Linked DNA regions of Mus musculus: all the other regions are linked to region 1. Evidence: chromatin contacts called from public HiChIP or PLAC-seq data. All regions are on one chromosome and are shown on one strand. The core of a region is the stretch at or near the end of the contact, and the rest is flanking DNA. Distances in the headings are between cores, read along the strand shown.

Evidence for each region. HiChIP or PLAC-seq counts read pairs in DNA pulled down with a chosen protein or histone mark.
Region 2: an H3K27ac HiChIP or PLAC-seq map of embryonic stem cells shows a contact between it and region 1, with 3 times the contacts expected there. The contact joins two enhancer-like sites. A contact is called at or near these places in 1 of 39 promoter capture datasets (liver), 1 of 115 datasets of contacts at active chromatin or transcription factors (embryonic stem cells) and 1 of 9 other capture datasets (embryonic stem cells).
Region 3: an H3K27ac HiChIP or PLAC-seq map of trophoblast stem cells shows a contact between it and region 1, with 6 times the contacts expected there. The contact joins two enhancer-like sites. A contact is called at or near these places in 1 of 39 promoter capture datasets (embryonic stem cells) and 2 of 115 datasets of contacts at active chromatin or transcription factors (embryonic stem cells and trophoblast stem cells).

What each region holds. Positions count from the first base shown.
Region 1 is chr8:75,087,339-75,091,638 of GRCm38.p6, forward strand. No RefSeq gene overlaps it. Among named protein-coding and RNA genes, the nearest start is that of Hmox1, 4.1 kb to the right of the region's middle. Within about 2 kb of position 2,318, at least 222 of the 459 cell types and tissues checked have an H3K27ac peak or open chromatin away from gene starts, as enhancers often do. A contact at or near this core is called in embryonic stem cells, liver and trophoblast stem cells, where this site is marked.
Region 2 is chr8:72,352,277-72,356,576 of GRCm38.p6, forward strand. The region is part of intron 22 of Eps15l1 (epidermal growth factor receptor pathway substrate 15-like 1); the gene reads right to left. Among named protein-coding and RNA genes, the nearest start is that of Klf2, 35 kb to the left of the region's middle. Within about 2 kb of position 2,130, at least 99 of the 459 cell types and tissues checked have an H3K27ac peak or open chromatin away from gene starts, as enhancers often do. A contact at or near this core is called in embryonic stem cells and liver, where this site is marked.
Region 3 is chr8:72,681,466-72,685,765 of GRCm38.p6, forward strand. Nwd1 (NACHT and WD repeat domain containing 1) reads left to right here. Exons shown (of 19, transcript NM_176940.5): 10 at 459-656. Among named protein-coding and RNA genes, the nearest start is that of Nwd1, 37 kb to the left of the region's middle. Within about 2 kb of position 2,011, at least 103 of the 459 cell types and tissues checked have an H3K27ac peak or open chromatin away from gene starts, as enhancers often do. A contact at or near this core is called in trophoblast stem cells, where this site is marked.

The DNA of each region.
Region 1 (4,300 bases), core at 1,068-3,567:
CAGCCACCAGGGTTCTGAGCACAGTCATCACTCCTCAAGGTTTTCTTACCTTGGTGAGCCCTGCCTTATACCAGGTGACACCCTATCTGATTAACTTACTTGGCATTTTCTATTTTTATGTTGGTTTATTATATGTTATATATGCATTATCTTATGCTCATTATATATATATATATATATATATATATATATATATATATATATATATATATTTCATACACGTTCTTATCTAAATGGAATTATGGAGCAAGTTCCCTACCCCCTTTCGGGAATTTTTTGACACAGGGTCTCTCTTTGTAGCCCTGGCTATCCTGAAACTTGCTGTGTGTTCAAGGCCAGCCTGACTCTGCCTCCAGAGTGCTGGGATCTTTTTGTCTTTATCAGGCATAGCTATCTTGAATACTTGGGTGTTGATGTGTTAGTCAGTAGTCATTTCTATTTATAGTATTCATGTTTATCCAGTGACCTGCTGAGGAACATATATGTTATGTCACTGTGGGGCTATGACAGATAAAGATGTCATGAACAACTTTGGACAGTCTCCACACTCTGTGTCCCTGTTTGGGCAGAAGGTGTGTGATTAGAGCTTTAAGAAACTCTATCAGAGTGGTTTGGTCTAGAAACCATTTCCCTTTGCCTCCTAGGCTCCCTGGCTGGGAATCAAGCAACAACAATAAAAACAAACGAAACTGGGCCTGGTGAAGTCTGACTTTAATCCCAGCACTCAGAAGGCAGAGGATCTAGGTTCGATTCCCAGCACCCACATGTCAGTTTACAATCATCTGTAACTCCAGTTCTAGGGGATCTAATACTCTCTTCGAGCCTCCTTGAAAATCGGGTACTAATGTGGTACACAGACATACATGTAAGTAAAACACCCAAACACCTAAGATAAAATAATTAAAATAAAAGACTCCTTAGGGTCTTTCTCTGGGTTTGGAAAGATCTAATACTTCTATAAACTATGATAGTCTGCTTTGTGGCACATGAGGGAGGAAGAAAGGGAGGGAGGGAAGGAGGGAGGGAGGGAGGGAGGGAGGGAGGGAGGGAGGGAGGACACAGAGTTTTGGGGGGTTTATTATCTTCAGTTCAAAATAATTCTGTACTAATACAGAATATATTAAGGCAACATTATAATCATCTGCAATGAAAAAGAGTTGTATTCACTCTCAAATCAGTAGCACTTAGGAGTCATCCATCTTTCCTTTTTCCTTCTTTCTTTCTCTCTTTCTTTCTTTTTCTTTTTTCTTTCTTTTTTTGAACTATGTTTGTAGACCATGTTGGAGATCCACCTGCCTCTGCCTCCTGAGTGCTGAGATCAAACGTGTGTGCTTCCATTGTCATCTTCAACTAAGCCCTTCTAATAAGTGTAGTGTAATCTCACTGTGCTCTGAATTTTCATTTCACAGGGTTCTTTCTCATCCTAGTGGGGATGTGGTGGTAATCCTTATGTCTCTGGTGAATTAGTGGTTTCTCCTGCTTCTTTCTCCCAAGTGCTGGTTTACAAACATGCACTTTTGTCTCTGTGCAAAAGTTTTCTTGGGGAGGCTAGCAAAGGCTGAGGATAAAAGACTTCCTGGTTCAGGGCTAGAAGTTTCTCCTGTGAGTCTGACACATTTGGTGTGGGGGAGGGCTGGGCCAGGTGTGCTAGGATAAGGGCACTTTACCTGAGGGGTAGCCAAGAGCAGTTGAACGATGTTGACCAGGGGTGGGCAGCTCCCTCCATTACTGTCCTCTGAAGTCATTGGGCAGGAGGAAGAGAAAATGGGGATGGGGGGGGGGAGGCTCCAGCTCTCTATCCAGCTGTCCAGCTGCTGTCTGTTGGAGGAACTGTCATAGGACTAACAGGGGCAGCTGTCATTTGTGCTGTCTTTTGACTTTGAGCAGCTGTTTTATTAGGAATTCTCCTTCTTTGTCCTACGTGTGTGGCAGTACAGCTCTGCCTGCCTGTCAGAGGGTTCTACCTTACTCATGGATGCTTCTGTTAGTAAGATTCCCTGTCTCCATGTCAGCTGTTGAGCATTTTCTCAGCTTTGGACTGTCTGCTCTGTTGATACACAGTGCATATGTAGGCTGCAGAGCCCCACTGGAGTCTCCTGCCTTCCAGGGATAGGGACATGTCCCCCTCCTGGTCTGTCTCAGGCTTAGTGTAATCAGTATGCTTGCTGTCTAGGAGGATTCCTGCCTGAAGACACCCACACAAATTCCCTTACTGCCATCTAACTGGGACAAAAGGCACAAAGAGCTCCACCCCCACCCAGGATTCCAGCCCCCACAGGAGCTGAACTTTGTTTTTCCCGCAGCGGCTGGAATGCTGAGTTGTGATTTCCTCACTGCTCATTTCCTCAGCTGCTTTTATGCTGTGTCATGGTTGGGAGGGGTGATTAGCAGACAAAGGGAAGACAGATTTTGCTGAGTCACCCTCTGTTCCCTCAGCCTCAGCTAGGAATAGTTGGTAAAAGGTTCCGGAACGGCAGGCAGAAGGAAGTGAAAGTTCTAGAAAGGCACAGAAGTTTCTTGTTTAATTTTAAATTGTTTGCAAAGCCCTATCTGAAACACTTCGAACTGGTACACACACACACACACACACACACACACACACACACACACTCACACAGCGTTGCTGCTGTTCCCCCCATGCCTCTCAGTTACAGAAGCTAGCAGTTTCATCCGTCTAATGGAAAGCTTTGGAGTTATGGCTGACTCCTTTCTTAGGTCTGTCCTATTCTGAAATACAGCATGGTTGTCTGTGAGATGAGCTCAGGAGTGTGGGTAGGGTTGGACACTTTCTAGCTTCCTGAGGCTGCCTGTGCATCTCAGCCTTTCGTCTGTGTCCCCCCCATCTTTAGAGGAGGCAGGGTCATCCATCAACTGTGTCTGAACCCATCATGCAATTTGTGATGATCCTGGATCCTGAGGGATGGGCCAGGACAGTGTCATATCTGCCAGACCCTCTGACCATCTTCAGAATCTCTCTCTGGTCCTAATTGTGAGGGTGTGGTGGGGTATTCAGCCAGCCACTGCAGGAGGAAGGAGGGCATGGATTGGGATCTTTCTGGTGCAGGAGGCAAAGGAGTCCAAAAGCCAAGTCAGTGTGTGCACAGGGGAGAGGAGAGAGGCTGAGAGGGGACTAGCACAGTCTGGCATGGCTGCTTCAGTCCCTAAATCCTGTTTAGTTTATCATCTAGCTACATCTGCGGCTCCTAGAGAACAAGCCAAACACCAGGAGTCAGAAACCCAGCATCAGTAAGCGTGTCTCTGAGAGGTGCATAACCGGAGTCCGTGCCTTAGTCTTTGGGTACCCCAGCTCCCCATGTGAAAAGGGGGACTCCTGTTGTGAGTTTCATCTTTCTGGAGACCTTGGAATGACAGGCTCTAGAGCTGCAGACTTCTCATTATTCCCCCTAAAGTCCTAGATCCTCTGTGAAAGAGCTTGGGATAGGGTGACTGGGGGAGGTCTGACTTTCTATTACCAGGACTAGAATTCTGGTTCTGCCATCAATATTGCTGTGTGACAAGAAAATTCCTGGCTTCCCTATTCCTCATTAGAATCAAATAGAATATAGATGTCAATGGCAGCTGTACAGATCTTGTGGGCTGCTGTCAGGGTTAGGAGAGCTTTGGCACACAGCAAGTGTTCTACAAAGGTTGGCTGGGATTGCACCTTTCGATCAGAGCTTGGTTTCAGCCTTTCTGGCACTGTAGTGACATGGAAGCCAGACAGCTGCACCCCATTCTCAAGGGGAGTCCTGATGCAGCCACTCATTCTGACAGTTATTAACTGCCAGCTACTTGCCAGGCACAGACCCCATCCTGGGGATTTACAAAGCAAAATGAACAGTGTCCCTGCCCACCTGCTTTCCAGGTCACCCCGGGGGAAGATGGTCCTTACCAGAAGACCTAGAGAAACACTTGCTTGTTGGCAGTGGTCATGGCCACTTTTCCTGCCAATCCATTCGAAGGCAGAAGATATGCCACCTGCTTTCCAGGGACTGTGAACGTCCTCCTGTTACAGTGAACTCACATCCTTATCTTAAGCCTCAGTGTCCTGGTTTGTAAAGCCAGCTGATACCTGTACTTCTTTGGTGGAGTTCCTGAGAGAGTGAAATGAGTTGTCTGCATGCCGGGTGTGTGTGTGTGTGTGTGTGTGTGTGTGTGTGTGTTCTTCCGTTATTATGAGCTGTTATTCCATTGTCACTGCTTCTCGTGGCAGAGAAATGGCAGCTCTCTTTACCGTGTGCCACAGATTCTTGGGTACATGCAGGTGAGACTTGGCCATCCCATTCCCCTCTGTGGGGAA
Region 2 (4,300 bases), core at 880-3,379, 2.7 Mb before region 1:
AGATCACATCATGGTGCTGACATTTTCCACCAAAAATATTTACCAATTTTTGAGAAGACCAGCTTGGCACATTGGAGGGGACAGGATGAGGTTTGGGTCTGAGCTGAGGGGAAAAGCTGAACAAATATTTGTTATCTCTACCTATGCTGGCACTATGTTCGCCTGCTGTCAAGTGGGCAGGGGCCATGGGAAACTCTGGGGCTGGCAGGCCGGTAGACAAAGATGTCACTCCTCCATGGCAAGGGAATCTAGTGGCCACTTGCTCTGGGTCCACAAAGGACACATGGATTTGAAGTGAGGAAGACAACTTTCTTTCCGTTTTCACACAAGGCTGCTATGATCTCTGATGAAGAACTGATGAAGGACATTAGCCTGCAGAAGAAAATAGGCATGGGCAAGGCTGACATGAACTGTGCTCTGAGACAGGCTTCACTCTGCAGCCCCCATGTGCTGGGATCACAGGCATGAACCACCAGGCCGTGCACCTGTAAGTCTTCATTGTGCAAAAGATTGACAGATCTCCCACTTGTTCTCCAGTAGCACCTTTGCCACAATCCTTCTGTTCAAGTGGGTGCACAGGGAGATGGTATCTACACAGAAGCCAGACAGTGGAGGGAGTCCTAGGTGCTTGCCATGCACAGCCACGGGGGCTGCCAGGACCTCCCACTTTTGTCCTCCCTACAGGGTGCAAACATAAACAGAACGGTACCTCTACAATGGGCAGGTAGACACTTTGGCACATTTATAAAGTCACCACAGACTGTGATGTCTGCAGTGGGAATGTGTGCCCCGTGGTGGAAAGGGTCACAGGCCTGGACAGGACCATGTAGACTTGGGGGAGGGGTTTCCTACTTGGCTCTCTACTGACCACAAGCGTGAGCTACTATACTGAGCTCACTACAGGGGTGATGTGTCAATCATTTATATACCTAGAGACCTGGCCTGAGTCCTTTAGGTGATCAAAGAGTGGACCTTCAGCCAAGTGAGGGCCTGGGAGTTGTTCCCACCCACTTACTACCACAGAGGCCCGGTAGGAAGGCCCAGTCTTTCTGGGCTTACATCCTGCAGGTCCCCCAGAACCTCCACTGTCCAGATTGTGACCCACCTCTGGTGAGGCATTTACTCGTTAATGAATATCAGGCCACAGGACACCCACTGGATCCACCTTGCTGAGTGCAAAAGGGTGGGTGTGCTGAGGTAGGCACTATTTCTATTTTCAAACTGTTCTGCCAAATCTTCCCTCAACAACAGCCGGCCTCAGGCTGCTGAAACCAGCTGGATTAGCATGGGTTCCTCCACCGCCTGGGAAGGCAAACCCATACAGTATATGGGTGCCTCCCTCCCTCAGCCAGCATAGATCTACAGCAGCCACTGGTTATCCCGAGCCCTGGGACAGACCCTCCAGGGTGCCATAGCAACAGCAGAGCAGTGAGTGCCCTGAGTGTGTGGGGGCTGGGGGCTGCTTCAATGCCTTCCGGCCATCCTGGCTGCTAGCGAACACCAGAACCTTCCTGAAATGGAACAAGTACATTCCTTTCTATACTCTCCAGTGTACCCAGCGCATTATCTCTTTGCCACCATCGTGGGAACGGAATTAAAGTAGTTATATTCAGGGCAGAGGTGCTAACCACAGGCTCAGACAGTGATGCCATTTGACAATACGAAGTAACAAGGGGCTTGGGCATAGACAGGACAGCCAGCAGCACCAGGGCCCTGACCCGCAGGTTCCATCCTCTTCCTGGGATCTCACAGAAAGGCTGAAAGTTCACAGGATTGGGCTGCTTACAATCCTAAATATTCCCTGTGCCTGTACCCTGCTGACCCTGTGAGAAAGCCTTGGCCATTCTGCATAGATAGCATGTGGGTGGGGGAGGACTTTTCTGCTCGAGGAGAATGACTTTTTGCGGAGGAATTCAATACACAGGCTAGACCATTCTTATGTAGCTTGGGAATGGGCTGCTCACTAACACAAGCACTCTCAGTGGTGCTGTGGGAAAGGGAAAAAAAAAGCTGCCAAAATCTTCCTCCTGTAGGACATCTGGCCTTGCAGATGGGGTGGAGAGGTCATGAGTAGTTATAAAGATGATCATTAACTTAGGGAGAGGTTAAAGGTGACTGGCTGGTGAGTGGGTGTCACTGGGGCAGCGGGTAGGCTCTGCTGGGAGCCGCAGGGCAGCGCTGGCAGGAAGTGGCAGGGTGGGGCCCGCCAGGATCCCGCTATCTCAGGCAACCCAATCACTGACGCCCACACAGCCGTTTCCTGAGCTTAAAAAAATCTGTTTCTCTCTTTGCAAATCAACAACTTTTACCTAGAAACTTCAGCGGTGAGTTCTGACTGATCTCCATCTCCGTCCGTTGAAGAAAATACACCACTGTTTACCTGAGGGAGGCGTGTGCTCACTCCAACTGGCGTGTTTCAGGGCTGTTTTGCATGTGTCTGAAAGCAATCAACTGCTTCAGTCCCAGACACCTGCAGGTTATTTAATACATTGATGGACCTTTCTAGAAAAGATCTCCAGGCAGGAGAATGTAGAGCTTTCAAGACATCCAATTTCTGTGCACATCCCAGCAGCCTAAGGCTCACACTCTGAAGCTTCAAGGAGAAAACTATACCCTTAGCATCAAGCTGCTAGCCACCTCAGCTGCTACCAGCAGCAGTGACTGTCCAGATGCTTAGGGAGACTATTCGACAGACCAAACTGATCTCTGTGAGAGCAGAGACTGAACTCCAAGATAGAACACAACAGCAGAGTAGTGTATAACCCCAGGCCCACACTGACACTCATCCTGGGTAATGATTCTCAGGGGACCCAGGGCTGGCTTTAAATTTGACACCTTAAACATCAACACTTTTCAACAGAAGACATTTTTCTGAATTGTCACCTCATCTGGGTCAGGCCCAGGTGACACAGGTGGCTGTGGGGGGTGAACACATAATACAATACAGATCCCACACAACACCACCATGCCAAGTGCTTTACTGACATCTTGGACTCAGGGCTGCCCAGGGACATCTGCCTGGGGCCTTCACATTCCCCAAAGCAGCCTGACTGAACAACCCCTTAGAGTTGGATAGGTAGCCCAGAGCCCACTAGCTCCTTCAGGTTAGAAAAGCCCAGGTAGGAAGGTGGTGGCCTAAGAGCTCTCTCACATGCAGGGCAGCAGGACTGCAGAGAAGCCACTGTCTCTCCTGACTCCTGAGCCAGGTAAAGCATGTCTTGGGAAGCACTGTGGCATGCTTTCTCCATCAGAAGGCCGACCATCCCTGGAGGTCCTTGGGCAGGCACCCTCACCTCATCTATCTCCTCCTAGCCATGCTGGGACCAGCCCACTGCAGAGTTCCACATCTGTCTGACATCCCAAGGGACTGAGCAATGGGGTGTGACCAGCTAAAGGTATTTATTGCTGTACACTGGTCATATGGTTTTCCCCAATGGAAATTGGGTAGGCAGAAAACCACCATCCAAAAACAGTGTATAATGGGGCAGGAGGATGGTTGAGTTCCCAGTCACCATAGAGATCCTGTCTCAAACACCATAAAATAAGATAAAGTTTCCACTTTGGCTTCTGAGCGAGTGTAGCGGTGGAGCTGGTCAATGTGCACTGTTGCCCTGGGAACCTGGGTGAGTGGCTGTGGTGTGATAAGGATGGGTCAGGGGCAGAGGAAGTGCACGGCTATGCTCCAAATCCATGCATGAACCAGGGAGCTGGGGCAAAGAGCCAAATGCTTTCCCATCAAACAGGGCTAATTAATAGGTCAGCTGAGGCAGGGGAGGGTCCTGAGCTGTGCACAGGTACCATGTGGTACCTGTATAGTTAGAGACTAAGATAAGATCAACAGCATGGGATGCTGGGCTGACATGCATCCACCACACATCTGTACGTACCACCCAGCAGTGTGTACACAACCGTGCCTTTCTCTCCAGCTGCTGCTTCTGGGTAGAGTGAATAAGAAATGCTTAGGCCCACAGGTGCTCTGCTCATGGGTTAGAATGTACGAAAGCCACAGTTCTCAGGATGAGGACTCTCCTGGCTAGGTTCTCCTGATTGCTGATGTACGAGCAAGTGGCAAGTAACAGAGACAAGTAGTGGGCAGAGTGGGGGGCCAAGGCCTAGTGCAGATGCTATCTTCCCTGTGAGTCTGGGTGGCCCACATGCCCACCTTCCTCTGTGGTAAGTGGGCATCATATTGCCTGCTCCATGGATCTCATGGTCTCACTAGCAAAGGAAGAGATAACAGTTGCTTCAGGCCTCCCAAGGTCATAATGGCTGTGGCAGAGCCCAGCTCTGCATCATTAAT
Region 3 (4,300 bases), core at 761-3,260, 2.4 Mb before region 1:
CACATTTTGCCAATCTGTTCATGCAGCTCCCTTCTGCCCTCACATTCATCCATCTCCCCATCCTCCACCCACTTTCCACCTATTCTTGAATCTATCCATCCACCATACCCCTTGATCTCAGGTACTTGGGGAGCTGAAGTGAGAGGTTCTCTTGATCCCAAGAGTCAAGGCTGATCATAGGAATAATAAAATGAATAACTAACTAGTTAATGAACTGATTGATCCAAAAGTGCCTCTTGGAGAAGAATGGCTGGCTTGAGGAAGAGCTTCAGGCAAAGGAACATAGTCAGCAGAGCCTAGAGGCTGGCAGCTATTCTGTGCTCAGGAAGCAGGGATGGACACAGGAGGGATGGCAGGGCCTGAGGTTGAGGGGTCCCAGATTCTCTTCTGCAGTCTTGTAAGAGTTGGGGTTAGTTGGTGTGGTTCAGCCAGGTGGGTGACACCTCATTTTGTTGCAGAGAAGAGCGTCCTATACACCGAGCTCCTGGCCAGACTCCTTTTCTTTGCTGCATCACATCCAGCAATGATCGGACAACTGTGCCAACAAGCCCAGAGCTGGTTCCGTGCCTGCCCCTACCCAATGCTGGTGCCCCTGGCAGGATTCCTGCAGCCACCTGGTGGACCTCTTCGAGCCACTCTTACTGGGTGTCACAAAGGTGAGTATCCCCAACATTACATTACAAAACCCATACCAGCTCACTGCATACTCAGGGGCCCAGATGCCAGGTATTCGGGGCTGCTCTCTGGGGCTCCCCTCTGGGACTTTCCCTTGCCACCTCATGCTGACTAGGCTTTCTGTGTCCCCTGGGGCTGTAGATTGCTGCTGTAAATACTGCTAATGATCCTGGAGCTGGCAGACTCCTACCTATGAGGTTTTGTCCCAGAGTTGCTGGCTGCAGAGTTCTACAGGACTTAAGTTCTGACATAGTTGTGTCACCATATGTCTGTCCCCTTCTGTGTGACTCACACACCACCTACCCACACCCATACTCACACACCACCTACCCATACCCATACTCACACACCACCTACCCATACCCATACACATCCTTCTGCCTCCCACCCATTGCCTGCCTCCCCACATCTGTTCATCCACCCACCAACTTTATCTATCCGACGATCCACTTACCATCCACTCATATTTCTGTAAGTCTAGTCATCCACTTTTCCACCCATACCCCTGCAGAGGATTTTTGCTCACTCATGCATCTATTGGTGTATCTGTTCATCAAGCCATTGATCCACACATCCACCCACCTATCGTTCCTTCCCTCTATCCAATCTTTCATTCATTACCCACCCAGCTGCCTGATAGTTATTGTTTTTCTAAGACATTTTCTTTTAAAATTTTCTCTCCATCTCTCTCTCTCTCTCTCTCTCTCTCTCTCTCTCTCTCTCTCTCTCTCTCTGCATGGGCACATGTGTTTTACATATGTATAGGGGTTCCCAGAGAGGTCAGAAGAGTCTGTCAGACCCCCTGGAGCTGGAGTCACAGACAGCTGTGAGCCGCCTGATGTGGGTGTGGAGAACTGAACCCAGGTCCCCTGGAAGAGGAAGTGCTCTTAGCCTCTAGGCCATCTCTGCAGCTGAGCTGTACCTGTTCTTACAGCTGACCTCACTCCACGAGTCCCTTCCTAGCCAGTCCCTGCCCCACCCTGCCCCTTCCTCTCATTACATACAGCTGCTTAGCAAATGACCCTTGGACCACTGCAGAGCTTTGACTCACCACTTCCCCCCTGGCCTGCCCTCTTCCTTCTCCCTCCTTTCCTTTGTCCATACACATTATCTCTCAGCCATCATGAGACCCACACACATCACAGGGCTCCAGGCTCCAGGCTCCAGCTTTGGCCATCTTGTGCCCCAGGCAGCTTCTCTCCACAATAGCAATTTTGACTGCTCAGAAACCAGAGAGGAAATGACTCAGCAGCTGCACAGTGCTAAGGACCCTGCTATAGAAGGGGGCTAGTGAGAAAGAAACTCTGTCTTCCCTATGGTGTCATAGAACTAGGACTCTTTGAGTCTAGTTGCCCTGCCTACTTTCACCGTGAGTCTTATTGGCCAGTGATGACTGCTGTAGCCCATACTGTCATGGTGACATTCAAACCAGGGAGAAGGGGAGAGAGGAATGGACAGAAGGTTTCTTCCTTTTAGGGGCATCACCTAGAAGAACTTGTTTCTACTCTTATGTCTAGCACTAGGACATCTCCCGTTGTAAGGCTGTGAGAAAATAGTCTCCTCATGTGAGCATTGGTATAATTTCTGTCTCTGTTTCTGTCTATGTCTCTCTCTCTGTGGTGGAGATTGCGTGGGTAACTATATACTCAGATAAAAACTTATCTCCAGCTGGGCTGGAGAGATGGCTCAGCAGTTAAGAGTTAGGCCTCTCCAAGTTCCTGGCAGAACAAGGAGCATTATAACAAAAGGTTATTTAAGGCCTTTTAAGAAGAAGGTGGGGGGCTGGTGAGATGGCTCAGCGAGTAAGAGCACCCGACTGCTCTTCTGAAGGTCCTGAGTTCAAGTCCCAGCAACCACATGGTGGCTCACAACCATCCGTAAGATCTGACTCCCTCTTCTGGTGTGTCTGAAGACAGCTGCAGTGTACTTACACATAATAAATAAATAAATATTTTTTTAAAAAAAAGGTGGGCTGGAGATATGGCTCAGTGGTTAAGAGCACTGACTGCTCTTCCAAAGGTCCTGAGTTCAAATTCCAGCAACCACTTGGGGGCTCATGACCATCCATAATGAGATCTAACGCCCTCTTCTGGTGTGTCTGAAGACAGCTACAGTGTACTTACATATAACAATAAATAAATCTTTTTTTTTTTTTTTGGCTTTTTTGAGACAGGGTTTCTCTGTGTAGCCCTGGCTGTCCTGGCACTCACTCTGTAGACCAGACTGGCCTCGAACTCAGAAATCCACCTGCCTCTGCCTCCCGAGTGCTGGAATTAAAGGCGTGCGCTACCAATGCCCAGCACAATAAATAAATCTTAAAAACAAAACAAAACAAAACAAAACACATGAGCTTTGGGACTTTCTCACTAAATGAAGAACATAAAATGATCATGAATACAGTCACAGATGAATCTGTGATGCTGTGATGGATTAGTGATATCTACCAGGGTATAGTCAGGGCTTTCCATCATGTCTGGGACAGGGATGCATCTGTGCTTTGTGGGCTTCCTCTTGTCATGCCAGGGATTGAGGAGGCTGCCCACCCTGGGCTTTCGTTTCCTGACTTGTTTAAGTAGGACTAAAATGTGAGTTAATGTTTCCAAGATCACATAGTAACTTTGAGTACATGAGAAGAAAAAGGAAAAACAAAGAAATAAAGAAAGTAAGGGTCTGTCTAGCTGGGCCAACTGTGACTTAACAGTCCCCACCAATCAACCCTTCACATCTGGGGAAACTGAGGCATGAAGAAGGAAAGGACACAGCGGCATTCAGAAAAGTCTGGTTTCTGCATGCTGAGTTTCTCTTTTCTTTTTAAAACTCATTTATTTTATCTTCATGTGAATGAGTGTTTTGCCTGCGTGTCTGTCTGATGACTGCCTGCTTGGTTTTGGCACAAGGGTCCTTTAGGATCCCCTTAGGTTCTTTCTCAATTACTCTGTACCTTATTCATTGAGATGGAGTTCCCCAGTTGAACCCCAAACTCACTAATACAGCTATTCTAGCTACATAGCTTCCTCCAGGGACCTCAACTCTGGGTTCTGGGAATCTGAACTCTGGTCCACAGGCTTAGCTGCACTAAGCCATCCTTCTAGGTCATGGGCTGGTGTTATCTAAGGCTAACTGCATACCTCTTGGCTCAGTGATATTTTAACAAAATCCACTGAGGTGGGACTGTTTGCCTAAACTATTAACAATCTCCACTTTCTTCTCCTCCTCCTCCTCCTCCTCTTCTTTGTGTGTGTGTGTGCATGTCTGTGCATGCGTATGCATATGTCCATGTCTGTGAATGTCTATGTGTGTGCATGTGTACATGTTCATGCATGTGTGTATACATATTACAGACGATGATACTGAGGATGACATAGCAGACCGGGTTGTCTTCTTCTGCCTTTAAATGGTACTAGAATGGAGCTCAGGTGGCAATGCTCATGGGGAAAACTCTTACCCACTGAGATAGCTGGCAAGCAGGCTATCTGATGTCTCGGGATAGCTTGGTAAGCACTTCATAGCCCAGGTTGACTTTGAGCTCATGATAATCTTCCTGCTTCAGTCTCCTAGGTGCCTGTGTCTGTGCATGGTAGTGCAGTGTCACCAGAGGCCAAAAGAGGGTACCAGATTCCCTAGA